Linked DNA regions of Anser cygnoides: all the other regions are linked to region 1. The links are chromatin contacts, called in public Hi-C maps. All regions are on one chromosome and are shown on one strand. Each heading gives the region's core, a stretch centred on a gene start, on an enhancer-like site or on the middle of the called end of the contact. The rest is flanking DNA. Distances are from core to core; before and after follow the strand shown.

Evidence for each region. A called contact is a pair of places that touch in the nucleus more often than the background predicts.
Region 2: a Hi-C map of liver shows a contact between it and region 1, with 2.8 times the contacts expected there. The contact joins two enhancer-like sites. A contact is called at or near these places in 2 of 7 Hi-C or Micro-C datasets (both in liver).
Region 3: a Hi-C map of liver shows a contact between it and region 1, with 2.1 times the contacts expected there. The contact joins two enhancer-like sites. A contact is called at or near these places in 2 of 7 Hi-C or Micro-C datasets (both in liver).

Annotation. Positions count from the first base shown.
Region 1 is chr4:59,551,938-59,555,109 of Taihu_goose_T2T_genome, forward strand. The region is part of intron 1 of LOC106035130 (a long non-coding RNA gene); the gene reads right to left. Among named protein-coding and RNA genes, the nearest start is that of HELT, 11 kb to the right of the region's middle. Within about 2 kb of position 1,589, at least 1 of the 3 cell types and tissues checked has open chromatin away from gene starts, as enhancers often do. A contact at or near this core is called in liver, where this site is marked.
Region 2 is chr4:59,040,585-59,043,756 of Taihu_goose_T2T_genome, forward strand. The region is part of intron 2 of LOC125184582 (a long non-coding RNA gene); the gene reads right to left. Among named protein-coding and RNA genes, the nearest start is that of CDKN2AIP, 7.0 kb to the right of the region's middle. Within about 2 kb of position 1,712, at least 2 of the 3 cell types and tissues checked have open chromatin away from gene starts, as enhancers often do. A contact at or near this core is called in liver, where this site is marked.
Region 3 is chr4:60,046,376-60,049,547 of Taihu_goose_T2T_genome, forward strand. No RefSeq gene overlaps it. Among named protein-coding and RNA genes, the nearest start is that of TLR3, 19 kb to the right of the region's middle. Within about 2 kb of position 1,601, at least 2 of the 3 cell types and tissues checked have open chromatin away from gene starts, as enhancers often do. A contact at or near this core is called in liver, where this site is marked.

The sequences.
Region 1 (3,172 bases), core at 339-2,838:
AAGAGTGGTGAAGAGCAAAGTCCAGAGCTGAGTTTACATGCCAAACCAAGTCAAATATGTTCTGTTTGGTCTCTCATGAACTGTGAACTACTTTTTTTCAGACAAACCACTCCGGAGCAAACCCTGAAGAAAGTACTCAAAGCTCTAGCAGAGGGTCGTCTGGTCAGCATTTTCTCAGGTGTTGTTACAGACCTAAAGAAGAGCTTGCGGAATTAAAATAGATTTATCTGAAGGCACCAGGAGTCTGATTGAGGCTTGCTAGCTCATGATGCACTAGAAAAGATGAATGGCAATCGTGCAGAACTTGAAATATCGCAATGAAATGCCTCAAGTGGAAAGCAACGCTGATGTAGCCATAGAAAAAAAAGTACCCAAAAGAGACAGTAGAAGAAACACACAGGAAAAGCTATCCAAAGGAATCAGGCATCAGTGCCTTTGTGTGAGAAGAAATGTAGTCTCCTACACACTTGTTAAGAGTAGCCACTCAGGAAAACATAATGTCTCACCTCTGGATCCTGTTTTGAGGGATGCCAGGTACCCCCAGCACTGCATAGGGAGTTCCTTTGATTAACTTGAGGGTCAGGGCTCTGCTAGTCTGGGGGGACACCTGGGGTGAGCCTCAAAGCTGTGATGCCTCAGCTCCTTTTTGAGTGCAGCCCAAAAACCTTGAAGAGGTCAGATAGGGAGAATACAATTTTCTACCAAAAAGATGGCAAAGATTAGGTCAAATAGTGGAAAAAATCAAATTCACTGTTTGTTCCAGACCTAGTATTGCTGCAACAGGCCTGTGTGTGTTGGAAGAGCTTTCCTCATGCTGCGGGAGATACCCTTGATTGTTTGTTTACCAAACTCCACGGTGCATTCAGTGATCAGGTTGTACCACCTTGCACGCACGTGCTTTTCCAAGAACCACAGGAAAACATAGCCCCCTCAGATACAGCTTATTTAGTTGTTCAGCTATTTGCTTATTGAGCTAAGCACTCAACTGCGAAGCATTTCAAACAGATTTAAGAGTACAAACCCACTGAAACAGAAACAGTCTTAAATGCAGTCTTGTTTAGCAGAGTGCTTAAACAAGTATCTGAGCTTAGTTGACTTTAGCTGTCTAAAAATCCTAAGTTTGTCACAATACTTTTCACTGATACTGAATACTGGCAGGTTGCCTTCAGCCAGCTTATTACAAAATACACTTCTGTGTGTCTGGAGACTAAAATTTACACTGCTAAATAAAGGCACCAGAGCTCCCAAAATAGAACTGGAAAATTAACTTCTCAGGAAAAGAGGGAGAACTGTCTGACCTGAAAAGATGTGTGATTTATGCTATCACAGCCATTGCTGATAAAGCACAATGATTAGGGTGAAATTTAATAGGGACTACAGATGGAGAATTGCTTATTAAGCAATTTACTTCTCCCTTTTAACAGGGTTGGACAATTTCCTACAGCGCTCACTTGAGTTTTCTGTCCAGGGTGTTTAAGGATGGCTCTGCTAATACAGCTTCTTTGAAAGATTATGTCTTACTATAATAGATTTAATCCAGAAAAGCTGGCTGCTTTTCTTCCTAAATTCTCTTTAAATACTTTCCTCTTTCTCACTTTACCTGTTTTTGCCTGAGGCCACACTTCATATCCCCCTCAGGCAGCTGCCTGATAGCACAACAGCAGCAGATAGAAGTGCTGCGAATGGCACAAAAGGTATGAACCGTGGCTTGGTAAATAAAAAGGGCCTCCAATCAGGAATGTCTGTACAAAAGTCATGAATGAAAGCTTTTTCTTCCTTCTTTTCAGGACCCATGCAGCTTCTTTAAAGGAAGGAAAAAAAATAAAAAAAAAAAAATGAATATTTGCATTAACACTGGGTAACTGCCCAAAGACCAGGGGACAAACCTCTCCCACTTAACCACTGCGTTGCAGTCCCCTGAGCAGACTGTGTTCGAAGTTCCCAGGTATGGTTTGTGTGTGCCCCGTGGTGTGACAGCAGGGTGTCCAACCTAGCTAACAGGCTCTGCTGCTTCCAGGGCATGGGCTGCTAAATCCATAGGGCACCCCATAGGTGCACCGCGCCTTGCTGCACCGCACACATTCCCAGGCTTTCAGACCTCTTGGGCAATGAGCTGGCAATTGCTCGCAAGGGACATCAGCACTGGAAGATATTTCTGCGGCTCAGTCAGTCTTTTATGTACCCAGCAGCTGTCAACAGCGATGAAATCTCTTTCTCTGTTACCAAACAGATCCCCAAGACCTACTTTAGGCTTTTGTAACATTCAGCTGGAGACCAGAGCAAATTGATGGCTGCCTGGAAACATTTGCTCAAATTTATCCCTAGTGTAAATTCACTAAGTTGAGGAGAATTACGGCAGTGGTGAATGCAACCTGTTTATTCCATATACGCCTGAAAAGCCACAGCCTTCTTCAGATGGTAGCTGCCTTAGAAAATAAAGTTGCATTATTCCTGGAAAAAAATATTTATTCAATGCAGTTAACAGGAAAAGTTTGTACTGACACATCAGTGCTTTAACTCTGTGTTTAGAAAATCGAGAAGATAAACACGCAAGTGTAAAGCAAAATATTAAATAGCCCGAAACTGCCAACGGGTGCAAACAGAGACTTTCAGTGCTTTCAGACGCTAACGTAATGCCCTCTGATGCTAATGGGATGGCTCCAGCGGATTCACTTGGAATATTTCGGAATTAAAAGGCACTGTGATGGTGCAAAAAATTAACTTTTGTTCCAAAAACCCCACCTGAAAAGACAACTGCGGGGCACCCCACCACCACCACTAGCACACAGTGTGCATCGAATCACCCAGCACGGCTGGAAAGGTGCTCAGTGTATCTTTTAAGTGGCTGAGGGCTGGTCACGGGAAAGGACCTCTGTCAACCAGGAGCAAAACACACCTACAGGACTCGGTGCCAGCACAAGGAGCAGAAGGACTTGATCAGCACATTTAGCCTACGCAGCTGCTGCAATGAAAAGCTGGAGTCTCTGTACATCGTGTTAAAAGTGCCCAAGTAACAGAGCTTACAACGCAGGGAGTTACAAAATTGTGGAGGAAAATTACTGCTTCGTAAAAATAGCACAGCTGCAATTTAGCATTAAACAACCCCGTTTCCAATGCCAGCAGGGACAACTGTGCCTATCCAGCTCTCATGTGTACCCTAAAACCACCTCTC
Region 2 (3,172 bases), core at 462-2,961, 510 kb before region 1:
TGAATAATGTTTTTGCTTTGCTTCTTCAGTTTCACTTTTTCTTACTAACAATCATAGAATCATAGAACGGCTTGGGTTAGAAGGGACCTTAAAGATCATCTAGTTCCTACCCCCTGCCATGGGCAGGGATGCCAAATAAGCACCTGCCTTCATACAAACATCAACTTGAACCTTTAAATTATTTTGAAAGAATGTTATATTTATGGATATATTCACCAGTTATTTCAGAATACGGTAATTCAGTCGTCAGTGCTTTGGGAGCATACTTGCCACCCAGACAGGGAATTTATGCTTTAGTTGTGATTGTATCTCTAACCTGAAACATTGCTTTGTCTCACTGGAGGGAAAAGGTAGGTCTCCTGATAAATGTAGTGGAGGAGACTGTGCTTTGCTCTTTGCCACACTGCTGTCTGCCACTGTGACCTTGCAGTAGACTCACAATTTCTATAAAGTTATGGTGGCTGAAAAAATTACCATCCTGGTGTCTTTCCTGCTCTCCACCAATACTTACCGCTCTAATTAAGATGTAAAACAGACCTGTTTCAAGCAGCAGCTAGGTTGGACGTCCGTTATTTCACAGCAACAACGCACAGCCTGAAATATACACTTAAAAGGGCATCTTCTATTTTTACCAAGAGGGAGGTAAATGCTGGCACAAAGCCACTTCTGACACCTGTACATGAAAAATGCATCTGCTGCTGCAGCTAAACCCTACAGGGGTAATGAATAAAAGGCCACGAGCCAACGATTTCTCTCGCTGGACGTGCACATATGGCTCGATGCAGCACTATGTGCGGAATCCTCCAGCCAGGTCTGAGCCAAAAAGTCACAGGTGTATTTGCATGACCACCGTGTTGTGTCCAACCTAATTAGCACTGTGTCCAGCCTAATTAGCACCACCCACCAACAGCGTTAAGTGCTTTGGGTGCAGCAACACTCAGCAAGTCTACAGACTTGCAAGTCTATTCCAACACTATGCAACTCTACAGACGCTGCTTCCTGTGCTCTGTTGCACGGTTTAGAGGTGCCCTGACGAGTGTTTTTATGATAACAAATTCAAGTCATTTTATTTTATTGTTTCCAAGGCAATGTGAAACTTCACTCATTGCTATTTTTCCATACCTTTTCTATTTAAATGAATAGGAAAAAAAAAAACGCTTACCATGCCAAAATACTAGAATAAAATATGTTTAGGGTATGCTTATACAGGTGTCTAAAAAGAACCCAAACACTAAGAACAGCTAGGTGAAAAGAACTCCCCAGGTCTCTATGCTCAGCTGCTCATTTAAGCGCTGACTCCCTGCTATCTTGTCTCTGGGGCAGCAATTTACAATTCTGTTAGATGTTACTGTAAACTGCTTAGTAGCAATGCTGTGTCCATTTGCACAAGCATGAATGATGATCCAAGGTGCGAAGCAACAGCAAATCAGTCTCTGCTATTTATATGTGACCTTAGGGAATTACATCTGCTTCAGGGCATAGCTTTGAGAGTATTTTGGGGGGAGGTTGTGTGGTGTTTTTGATTTTTTTCAAAAAAAAAAAAGATTCTGTAGCAGTTTAAACCCTTTTAGTTTCTCAGATAAACTGGCAGAGCATACCTATTTCAAGCTAATACACAGACACATTAAGTCCAGTAATGAAATCCGTAATTCCTACAAGCAACTAAACTGGGCATTATCAGCTAGCAGTTTACTGTGGCATCTTCAAATCTTGAGAGATTTGAAGGATGCAGTGATTGCCTCAGGGAAGATATTCCGTATGTTGAGGGTGACCAAAAGGACATCATTAACACAATTACAAGAAAAGCAGATGGACTAGATAAGGAGACTGTGAGAGAAGAGGACAGCAGATGACAGGAAAAGACAAAGTTTGTGAAGTGTTTTTGTGCAACTGAGAATGCAGCTGAGCTGACAGAGCACCCAGCTGCTGCTGAGAGGGCAGGCTCCATGGGCATGCAGCACAACAGCCAGGCAAACCCTTACAAGAAGCGGCGAATACTTCTGCGATCGGCTGGCTCCCACATCTGGCTTGCTGGGGAGCTAGGTAAGCATCGGTGTTGGCACAGGGGAAGTCACAGGAATCCAGGAGGAGGGGAGAAGAAGGAGGCACAGCACTACTCCTTCGGAAGCAGCTAGCTATTAGCTGGCTTACCTCTATCGTCAAAATCAGGTCACGGCTCAACAGCTAGCAACAGTACCACCTAAACCAGCACAAGCCATTGCAGCCTGCAGCTGCTCATCTCTCAGCGCTTCGATCTGCCCCTGACCTAACCCCTCCGTGGCACCAGCCAAAATGCTGTTTGACAGACCACACCACAGAAACAGGCAGCTGGAAAAGGTGCCTCTCCTCCCTCCCCCCTGTTGCTTTTCAGCCAAATCAGGTTCCTAATCTGGATTACCACGCAGCCGAGCAAAATGACTGTGCCAGCAAACTAGCAGGGATATCAAAGGGACAGGAGTGAATGGCTGTGAGCAGAGACTGTCTTAGGCCAGCACTGCTGCCAAAAAAAATTGTCAGACTGCGCTCTCAGAGGGCTAGAGGGCTTGCAGACACAGGGAAATCTATGGAGGTACACTAGAGATGGAAGTACAAAAAGGAACTACAAAAGAGTCCAGGAAGATAAGTGTAACAATAGTGTTTCAAGGAACCTCTTTGACAGGTCACAACAAGCATAGGAAAAAAAAAAGTCATAAGCAGGATGAGACATAATAAAAGCCTAAAAAAGCCCATCTGTGATATGGACAGAGATAACAAGACTTTGGAGAAGAAAAGGAAACAGAATTCATATCCATCAAGATAAACAGGTTTAAAAAAACAGACTGGAGTCAAAGAGGACTCCCAAGTTATAGGTCTGATTGACAGTGAGCAGTTGTGTGCCTTCCAGGCAGGATCAAAGTCCCTACCCAGAAAAAAACAGGGCTCCTTGTGTAGGGACTGCAGATGGAATTTCAAGTTGGGAGGATCTCTGAAACACTATACAACAGTTCCTCAACAGGTGGAAGCTCTTAATTCTGAATGAATTCCTATGCATTTTTTTAAAATGAGCTTAAAAGCTAGCATACCGAAAAGTGTACCTGTTTGCAATATTAAAAATGGCCGATATGGACAGCATTGCCATGGAGGACAGAGACCAAAAATTGTTGGGATGCTTTGCAAACCTTCACATGAGAAT
Region 3 (3,172 bases), core at 351-2,850, 490 kb after region 1:
GGGAGGCAAGAGCTTGCCATGGTGACAACATCATGATCAAGGTGAAGCCTGTCTGGGCAGGCTTGTAGACATGCAAAAAGGCATGTCCTTTGGGGTGAGGAAAGCCTTATCCTGGAGTGACTACTGCCTTTGGTCAGCTTCTGTTTGCTGCTTTCTGTGTTTGTAGGCACTGGCATGTTTGGGGGCAGAGGAGTTTACGAACTCAGTGACTTACACTTGGGGGAGTTCATCTTAAAAATTCCAGCAATGTCTTTTTTCATGTCAAATTGCTATTCCAGCAATGGAGAATGGATGGTGGTGGATGGGCAACTGCCCATGAGTGGCAGATGCCTGTGATGGTGGCATAAGCTGCAGGAGAGGTGCCTCGAATTTCTGTTCTTGAGCTTTTTGCTGGGGGGTGGTTAACTCCCCACCTGCATTTCCCACATTTTAAGTATATTTACAGAAGTAAGAAAAATGAGTAACAATCTTAGAAACAGTTAACCTCTCATATGTTACCTTCTATGGGCTTTTGCAGTGTCACTTTCCTTAGCTTTAAGCAGCTTTTCCCAGCTGTCTCATAGCCTGGGGAAGCTTTCTCAGGAGCCTTCTACCCACCTGAGCCCCTCTTCAAACAGATTTGCAGTAACTCCCCTTCAGGCTTTAGCTTCTATTCTCCTAAACTCCCCTGACTCCCTACTTCACAACACCTGTTTTTAGAACTATCACACTTTGCCCTTTCTCTTCTTTCCTGTTCTCTATTTTATGCCTGGCAGAAGTGCAGGGTCCACATGGCCCAGCTGTGTCACATGCCCTCTTAGGACCCACATGTTTCCAATTTCTTTAACTCATCATGGATTTCTGTTTGCTGGTGCCTTTATGCCACTTCCAGGTGGAACCAGGAAGATGATTTTGAGAAGTTAGGCTTTTACAAGCTGATTTTCTGAAGCTGCAAGTCCTTGTACTGCCTAGAAGACGTTACTGGCGTATAACATCTGGCTGTAATTCCAAGTTTAGAAATCCCAAACTTGATGCTGTCTAATGCTGTCTTTTTAGAATTTGGACTGAGGTTAGTCTGGGTTATAGTTTAACTTGATTGGTATGATACTACTTTCATTCCAAATATTGCCCACTGTGCCAAGCATGCTGTTATACCAGGGGTATCCACAGGCAGGGCAAAGGTCACTGATTAATGTTTGTTTGCTGTAGAGGAAAGAAGTGCTGGGCAAAAGCTGAAATAGAAGGGAAAAAAATCTGACATAAGCATTCTTATTAGCTGAGATATGGGTTTCGTCCTTCAGAAAGCCTACTAACATAATAGGGCAGGAAAAACTGCTTGTTACAAAGAATCTTTATGCTAAAGCTGTAATTCTTAAAAAATTGTCAGGATTTATTGTTTTTGAAAACAACCTGCATATGCTGTCATAAGTTACCTTAAAATGTAATATTTTAGTTTATTTAGTGCTTGTCTCTTAAGGAATCTCTTGGAAGTAATGAAAACTTTTGTTACAGAAGTATGCTGCAGAAATAGGTACAGTAGTGACACATCTGCTGTTACAATCACTGGTCGTAAGAAATATTTCAGTGTTCTCATAGTCTTGCAGTACTATTTTGAAGACTTCTCTCAGCCTAACAGATCACTCTTCAGCTACGTTGGCCTTGTAGATCTAGATACCAAATCGCAGATATTGTCTCAGGTTATTGATGTGTAAAACTGTCCTGTGAGGTGCTAAACTTGATTCTGCCTGGTGTTGTGCACTCTCTGGACTGCTGCAGTGTTGGCATGCGCTGCTAATTTTCTGTCCCACCAAAATCAGATCTATCCTCAGATGCCTTAAGGTTTGTTATTAATGACCTAAGATACAAGGCAAGTACTTGAATTTTATATTTCTGTGAGCTGTAATTGCTGCAGTAGTTTTGCTCATATAGTAAGCCTAAGAGTACACCTACACTCCAATCTTCTCTGGCAAGTTCAGTTGCTGCAGAAATAGTTAACGATACAGCAACCAGTAGGAAGATATGCAGAGGTTTTAACTGAAAAAATTTGGATGAGGAAAGCAATCTGCTCCCATAAGAATGTTTTACATCTGATAAGAAGTGGAGTGAACAAAGTAATCTGTCCCCTTTGTTGTACTCTTCATAAGGGTTTCAATGAGTCAGGTACAAAGCTGTGAGCCTTTAACCCTCTTTAAGAGGGTCTGCCCTTGCCTGTTAGGGAAGTAGTAGTCTATGTGAATGACCCAGTTGGAACCACAGCAAAGAGGAGCTTAGAAAAGGAGATATTGCTGCCATCAGTAGTCCTTTCTCAGTGAAAAATTCAGATGTGATGTAAATGGGTAGTGCTGGAGATGCTCAAATGCCTTACCTGTTTCTAATTAGAGATCAGTGACTTGTGACAAATAACCCTTTCCCCTGCCCCAGCCACGAGAATGTAGGATCTTTTACTTTTTTTACTGCGGCTGTGATGAAGTACAAGGTGTAGAAGACACCTTTATAAACTTCTTTGAGATAGATAACACAATGCGGTTTAGGTATCCATGCCAATTTTAAAGATGTATTTCCTTCTCAAAGAGGCAGTTCCTATTTTTTCTTGTGCTGATACTTTCTTTGTATGAAAGTATTCTCTGTTTTGTCTTTCTCTGAGGTTATTTTGGTTTTGTTGATACTAAATAAGATTAAAATAATCCTTTCTGACTTGGGTAATGTAGACATTGAGATTCTTCATATATACAGTAATAGAGCATCTATGAAAAATTGCATTTGGATGTCTTCTATTTTAACTGAGAAGTCTCTTGTGTTTGGTTCTCTTTAATCTTCTAGCAACGTTTGGATGAAAAGGATGATTGCCCTCAAATGTGTCATGACAGCTTGATCTTCTCATGCTGCAGTTAGTGACCCATCTAGAGAGCAACTGGGCTGTATTGCACTGAGACAAAACTTTTCCTGGCTTGACCTTTTGAAGGGTACAATGCCTCATATGCAGAGGATTTTAGTGGAGCCAATACAATCAACACTGAATCAAGACTGAATTTGTTGTTCATACTGAAGTGTTTGTGCTTGATTAAAGATCTTTGCATTGCTATTATTATTTTTGTATGAGTTTTGTAACAGAAAGGAAGGATGCAGATGTGTTATAATGGCAGATACAATTTATGGACTGTGTTCAGTTACAGGTTTTGAAAGAAATGGACTC